Regions from separate parts of the Anas platyrhynchos genome. Here region 1 is linked to region 2. The links are chromatin contacts, called in public Hi-C maps. All regions are on one chromosome and are shown on one strand. Each heading gives the region's core, a stretch centred on a gene start, on an enhancer-like site or on the middle of the called end of the contact. The rest is flanking DNA. Distances are from core to core; before and after follow the strand shown.

Region 1 (4,068 bases), core at 267-2,766, 40 kb after region 2:
AGAGAGGGCATATATTAACTGGGGCATGCTTGTGTTCATATTGTAGTATTTCATAGTGTGCAAATACTGCAAGTTTAATTTGTAAATGTTATAAATAACATGTTCAAAAAAGCAAGGATCTAGTCTTGCTCTTCAGCTGCGGTTTAGGAGGTTTCCTGAGCAGTAAAAGCTTGCAGTGAATGGTGTTCTCTTGTTTTCATTGCGATCTCCTTCAATTTCCTTCTGACTGGAATAGTCGGAAGCAGAAGTATCTCTATTACCAAGAAAACACTAGTTTACACTTTTGGATGGTTCAGCCTTAAGATGGGAGAGAGAGAGGAGAAAATCTAGCTTTAACAACAACCTCTTCACTTCTCACTTGGCTTTGCTGTATCTGAACGCAGCCCCAGCAGCCCTTCCCCTCCTCTGCCCTCCGCCTGCCCAGCAAACCCACTGAAATGCACCAAAACCCAGCAGCACAAGCAGCAGGCTGGCAGTGCGGCCGGCCACACGCGGCCGTGCCTGAAGCCAGCGGTGCTGCTGGGCTTTTCCATCTCGGCCGCAGCGAAATTCCTCCCAGAGAGGAGGGGAAGAAAATGAGTCATAGGCCTCCCCTCGGCCTGAAGCAGCAGCATCCAGTGTGCCCGCCAGATTCAATGCTACCAAGACTCACCGTGGTGACTTCGCCCATTATTTTCCTATAAATATTAGAAGCAAGTCAAGTAGAACGGTTTTTGCCGGGTGTGCCAGCTGGATGGAGCCTCATGGGCTGCTGCCGTGCCCTTCACCGTGAAAGCGAGCGTGGAGTTCCTGCTCGCTAATTGTGTTTGCGGGTTGGTTTTGGCATCTGGCCTGCGAATCTCTCTCGTAATTGGTGGCTGCGTCAATATTCTGGATGGAAAAATGAAAGGGGGTTTGCGCAGGGATTCAAAATTGCTTGTTTGCTAATATGGAGTAGGAGGGCTTTAACATCGACGTGTCTCCCACATCCAATAATCTCTTCTGCAGTGCCACCTTTAGTTTCCATCTGTTGTTTGAAGAGATTTCATACTATTTCTTTTTTAGTGTGTGTGCTTTATGCATACAAAAGCTTTTTTTTTATGTATACAAAAATTTCTTGGTCACAGAGACAGATGTACTCTGAGGGCAGTTTGGGGCAGGTAGTACTGTGGTGTAGAGATTTGTTAGGTCTGGGGTGAGGATTTTTTGGCCATTTTGTTTTTTTTTTTTTTGGAGGGGTATGCTTTTTTTCCCAGAGAACGTGTGCAGGTTTTTAAATCTTGAATAAAACATAATGGCATAAAAACCCATTTGTCCATGTAAATTATGCAAGAGCTATCTGTCAGAAGCCATGACATCGTTACCTCCACTGCGGTTCTTTACGTTATGTTAAGGATGCTCCTTTCCCAGGCAGCTGCAGTGAAGCATCAGTTGCATGGTATGTTGAATAGACCCAAAGTGCTGCCCAGCGTGCAGAGGACCGCGTGCCTGTGTGCTGTGGCTGTGAATTGCAGGCACTGCAGTCTTGCATAACTTCCCCCGTCCCGCTTTTCCTGCTGCCTCCGTGAAATCTCAACAGTTGGCAGCATAGAAAGCAGTGTCCTGGTTCTGCTGCGCTGGCGTCCTAATGCAGTGTGACAGCTACAGGCTTTAGGGGGCAAAATCCTAAATAAATAATGCCTATATGATATTAAGTGTATTTGTGTACATATATATAGACATCTTTGTCTAAAATCAGGTAGTCCCAGTTAGCTTTAATGATACTTTCACTTCTGCTATTTGTGGGTCACGGAGTTTCTTCTTTCTGTAGTTGGTGGTGTTTAGTTCAGTCTGTATTTGTATGTTGCCTCTGCACTTCAGGAAGGAGCATTTTAATAAATTGCATTTGTCGATGTGATAAAATCCTCCTGTTGGGGAAAGAGTCTGGCAGCAGGCTTCATTATTGTGTGAGAGACCGGGTGTGTACCGTCACGTGGATGTATGCCAGTGTTTGCTGCCCTCGAGCGCTGTGCGAACCCGGGACCACCTCCTGGCTCACAAAATACAGAAACAACTGTCTGAATGAGGAGAAGAAACACAAGGAAACGTCTTAAATAGTAAGAAAGACTCTGTCTAAAGGCAAGCAAATGGAATTTGCATTACGAGCAGAAGGAGGAAATCTCATGTGAACATTTTAGGTTTCTCGTTCTCTAAAAGGATGGAGATGAAAGGTTGCACAGTGCATTTTCAAGACCTCCAGGCAATTATTTAGATATCAGAGTAAAGCTTATAATTGGGATATGGGGGGGGATGAAAGGGCAGAGTTAGGAACAAATTCAATTTATAACATGAAATGATTGCATAATAATCCTTTTGCATGGAATTAAACAGTAATAAATGTAGTCAAGCCATGTGCTATCTGCTTAACCATAGTTTTATTTGTAATGTCAGTTTTCTGTTGCTTCACATTTGCTAGTTCTCTTGCTGAGGATGAGGTTTGAAAAACTAATTCTGTTTATATAGTTTTATATAAGAAGATGCAAATTTTGTCATCTGATGTTTGTAGTCTGCCAGAAGGATTATTTTTCTTTAGGGAATATCTTAGATTCCTAATCATATCAAAACCATTGCAAACAGCTAAGTACGAGGTGTCCTTGGAAAATCAGGTGTTTGTTTTTTTTGACAGTTTTCCTCCACAAAGCTAGGCAAGATTAAGAGATCTTTTTAAAAAATAAAAAAAATAAAAAAAAAAAAATGGAAGTGGTTTTCAGCACTATGGCTTGATCTTGTTAAGTCCCTGATCAAATTTCATATCACTATTTTAGGGAATGGTTTTGGACTCCACTCTTAATCTATACATCTCTTTTGGGGAAGTTACAAGCTCTGTAACCCTTTATACCATGCTTGAACAGACACAGAATGAGAGCTATTGGATGCATAAAGTTGGTGCTATTGAAACACATGCATACCCATGGAGAAAAATGTTAGTTTCAATTATTGTTGCCACTCCTGTAAAACTGGACAAGCCAGGTGCCCAATTTGTTAACTGGGCTTCTCCATGAGCAATAAGCAGATTTTTTTTTGATAAAATAGCTCTCATAGGTGAGCTTTGGCTGCTTAAGTTTATTGAAATGGATTTGCACTAAGAGCACAGAAGTCTTTTTTTGTGGGGAAGTGAAATTTAACTTGTGAGTATTTAGGTGATGATTTACCTGGCTCGTGTATTCAAGTGGAGACCTAATACCCTCAACAACCCCATGCTTCAGAAATGTGCTTTGCTGATTATAAAGCACTTGTGGGTTAGAAAACACTCTGCTGAAGAACTGAAATTGGTTTTCCTCAGATTTCCTTGAATGTTTTGAGCCTTAATTTCCAAACACTTAAGTTAGTCGACAGTACAGACAGACTTTTTTTGCAAATGATAATGACATGATAATACTGTAGGGGGAAGATCTCTACGTACAAGGTAAGACTATCCCTATTAGCTGTAGTCAGTACACTGTTGAGGAGTTTTTTAATGTACTTCCCACTCTGGGCTGGATTGGTTACGGATCCACACCCCTACCTTCTAATATGTAAGTTCAGATAGCCCTCAAAATTGAACTTAGCAAAGTTGAACTTAGCAACCTTGTTGTTTTGAGTGAGAACTAAAGCTCACAGCCCAGCTTCTGAAATTAGGGGCAGTGGGTGGACTGTGCTAAAGTCTGCTTATTTAAATACTTTTCACAGGCGATAAAGATCAGTACCGAAGCTTGTTTTTAGAGGGGATGAAAATGACTAGTGTGTTTTAACAAGCTGGAGCTTTGCAATTTTATTTTAAATCGTGGTTTGATGTAATCTTGAATGGTTGCCTTGGACTTGATTGGCACTAGTCTATAGGATTGCTTCCAACTTCAGTTGCCAGAAAAAATAAGATCTTGGCTTGGCTGAATTCAGGGGGCTGTGAAGTTTGAAGGAGCTTATTAGAAGACTTCCAGTCTGCCTGTGATCTCCTGACTGTATGGACAGTCCTACTGTGTACAGGGACTCCAAGAACATCAGTTTTAAATAGAAGAAAGATTCACTTTGCATTAGTCATGGTGGTTCTTCAGTTGTTGTACAACAATGCTG
Region 2 (3,502 bases), core at 577-3,076:
TTCTAGACAAGCTGTATTTAAAGGTCTGTTTACCTTTTCCAGAAGATAATGTATTAGAGAGAGACTTGCTTTGTGTTTTTCTCATCTCAGAATAGGATTTATGATGAATGTAAATTCACCTGCTGGGGCTTCTTGCATCCCTCAGTCCTGAATCAATCTAGGCACCACTGGGATCCCATTTGATGTAGTTTCATGGTGCTCAGCAGGGATGGATGCCTTTAGAACACCCCTCCCTGCTGGGCTGTCCCAGCTAGTTGACCATGAATGCAAAACAAGCAATATTCGGGGCCTTGGTCTGAGTAAACCATTATTTACCTGCTAGGAAAAAGATTTCCTGCTGACTGAGGAGGTGAATTAAGAAACCTTGCCACGTAACCTTAATATGTAATTCATAACAAATTGAAAACCACATATGGTTGCTCCTGCTTATGTTTCTGTAGCCTGTAATGTAGCACTTGCAAGTATGGATATGAGGACAAATCCAGCGATTGTAGGAAAACGTATCTAGGAACACAGAGAAGAATGGTTCTTAAATGTGGCCGTTGCACATGGCAACATGATGGCTTCACTGCTAAGTAAGAAAATTCTAAGGATTGCCAATGGGTTTTAGGGTTGTATTAGCAAAAACCCAGGTTTTCCTGGGTATCAGTTTTTCTCAATTGTAGTTTTTTTATCTGAAAAATCTGTTCAGGCAAGTGCAGCAAGGCCCCGGTTGCATGACACAACAGTCATAACTGATTGCCTGTGCTCTGAAGAAACATGTCAGATGAAGAAACAGCAATGTGCCCAGAAATTATGAATAAACTCTGAATGTAGCCCAGCACAAGGGACCTCATAGATCTGCTACTATATCAGAGGGACATCTGATTGTTGTGCAGATGTGTTAGACACTGAACTATTGTGAGCACAGCTGAATTAGGGTATTGTAATAAGGGACCTCTCCTCTTGCTTCATTTTTAGCATACAGCTACTGCATCACTGCCCAACCAATACGGGCAAAGACCATTCAGTGATTCTTTTTTTCCTCTTTTTTTTCTTTCCAGTTTGCTTGTTGAACTAAGTGTTTTCATGTTTTCTTTCTAGTACCAAATTGCTGCAAGGAATAGTTCAAGCCAGCAACCAGGGAAAGTGTTTGGATGCTCAAAGTAAGTGTTGTGTCTTTTGTATGTGTTTGTTACAGTGGTTTTGACTGATAAAATCTACTCTAGAATTTTTGCTTGATGCCTTTAAGGCAATAGCTAAATAAGTTTGATACCAATAGTAAGCAATATTCCTTTGCAATGTCTTTGACAATGTAATTAAAAGATTCAAGTCATTAAAAGTTATTCATTCATACAACAGAAATGATGAAAACTAAATTAGGTGCCACAAATATTTTGGAAATAGTTTCAACTAGTGTCAGAAAGAATTGCTGACAGAAAGCAATGAAAAAGGGAAAACTGTGGGTGAATTTAACTTCTCTTCCATCTTTTCTGGAACCTCGAGGAAATTATACTATTGTTTTCATTTGTTTTTAAGTGTTAGCACTTCTGTACACTATTAGTGCTGCTTCCATAATGGCAAGTGGAAGAAGAGCAAAGTATGCTAAGTGCTGCTGCATGGGGTTGGTCACTTACATTAGATGCAATTTGTAAGGTTCTGTCCCTTTTCTAATTCCTAAGTGAGTTTTGATTGTATCCCATCCAATCTGGGTGTTAACCCCAACTGTCCAGCCTCCAACCTGGCGTCTATGAAATCCTCGCAGTGAGTCACCTGTGAAGGGATCAACGAAACAAGGAGATGCAAGGCCCACAAGGTGGCAATGTTTAGAAAGCCTTCTGAGAGGATGCTCCTGGAACAGATCTATGCTCCCTCCAGTTGCTGTCACTTGCTCCCTTTCTCTTGTTGCTGCTGCATCTGTGCTACTAACTACACAAGAAATTGTAACTGTTGCCAAAATGGAGCATAGGATGCCCTGGTAATAAAACTCTTACTTAAATAGATTGGCCATTGGCACTGTTCACCGTGCTGTGGTGGGTGCTGTGCGTGCCTTTTCCCTTGGCAGCATCAGTGATTTGCAATACAGTGTGGGGAGGTTTATTCATAGCTAGTGCTGGAAATATGCATAGCACTGAAATGATCCTAGGGCTGTGTAATGAAGCACTTTAATGTTAAAATATGCCACCTTGTTTCTGCTAATGCTTGAAAAGCTGTTACAAGCATATAAATTCTAGCTTTGGACTTAGGATAGGTTTCAGTTTGTGGTGGTTCTTTTGTTCATGTTTTGTAGTAAAAAGTAAGAGCTTTGTGTCTGAGCTATTTTAAAGACTTGTTTCACCGTGAAACTAGGGATTTGCTCCAAGTTATTTAATGCCCTGAAGAAGCTTAAATGTTTGCAGAAGAATTTCTCCGGATACATGATAGATGAGAAATTATTCAGGGTAAGTTCTATGGGAAATAAAAGAATTGCCTGTGTTAACTGGCACAGATGCACTTAAAGAGGCTGGCATTGGAAAAGGGAGAGTTAAGACAGGAGCCTCAGTTCAGATTCATCAGGTTGCAAGAAAAGAGTTGTTTCCAGAGCGATTAGAAGATATGCAGGTCCCAAGTGCACCTGGAAATCCTCAGTAGACAGTATATAATCTGGAGCTGAATGAGGCTTGTATGCATCATGGATGGATCTTAGGATAAAGTACAGGACAAATCCAATTCCAAGAACTAGGAAATTGTATCATGGACACAGCCCTTTTCATGAAGGTGTCACAGGTGGAAGTGCAGCAGGACAATGCCCTGTGCTCATCCCCATTGCTTCTACTCCTGCCCAGGGTAGGTGACACTGCTTAAAGTACAGCTTCTTTACTTGGTTATGCTGCACTCTCACAAGTACTTTGAAACAACAGGAAATCTGAAGAAAACTGTGGACATTGAGATAGTACATGGCCATCAAATAGACACTTACATGAGCAGACAACATCCTACCTGTCTAATAGGAACTTATCTGAAGCATGCAGATTTCCTGGAATCGGTAACCCTACCCTTGAAGCAACAGGCAGCTTCCCAGTGTATTCCCTGGGGGCTGCTGCATACTGCATAGCCTTTCCTCTCCAAATCCCTTAGTCCTTATGGCCTATTATATGTCAAAATAAAGGTCTAGCTATCAGCCTTTTAATACCAGAGGTTCATTATATTGCTAAAAAGTTAACTGAGCTATTACAATTGCAAAAAGTAAATCCACGTAACATACTTGGGAAACCTGATCATGTTTCAGTGCATTTGAGCCTGGCAAACAAGCATACTTATTCCTGGAGTTAAGTTATATGGAAATCAGCACAAAGAATGAATGCTGGAGTATCCAAGGATTTTACGGTTCTCACATTAGGATCTCTCATGTGCAAGACATGAATAAGGGGGCTTTTGGCAGTTACAGTTCCTTGCTTGATGTATTATGACTTAAAACACTTAAAATACACTCTAATATTAGAAATCAATGCTGGCTTATGCTGGAACATTAGGTCAGGAATAA

What was found. A called contact is a pair of places that touch in the nucleus more often than the background predicts.
Region 1: a contact with region 2 is called in a Hi-C map of skeletal muscle, with 5 times the contacts expected there. The contact joins two enhancer-like sites. A contact is called at or near these places in 4 of 8 Hi-C or Micro-C datasets (liver, skeletal muscle and subcutaneous adipose tissue).

The regions. Positions count from the first base shown.
Region 1 is chr2:45,998,640-46,002,707 of IASCAAS_PekinDuck_T2T, forward strand. The region is part of intron 3 of MAPRE2 (microtubule associated protein RP/EB family member 2); the gene reads left to right. Among named protein-coding and RNA genes, the nearest start is that of MAPRE2, 68 kb to the left of the region's middle. Within about 2 kb of position 1,517, at least 2 of the 8 cell types and tissues checked have an H3K27ac peak or open chromatin away from gene starts, as enhancers often do. A contact at or near this core is called in subcutaneous adipose tissue, where this site is marked.
Region 2 is chr2:45,958,360-45,961,861 of IASCAAS_PekinDuck_T2T, forward strand. MAPRE2 (microtubule associated protein RP/EB family member 2) reads left to right here. Exons shown (of 8, transcript XM_072034677.1): 2 at 1,084-1,145. Among named protein-coding and RNA genes, the nearest start is that of MAPRE2, 27 kb to the left of the region's middle. Within about 2 kb of position 1,827, at least 1 of the 8 cell types and tissues checked has an H3K27ac peak or open chromatin away from gene starts, as enhancers often do. A contact at or near this core is called in subcutaneous adipose tissue, where this site is marked.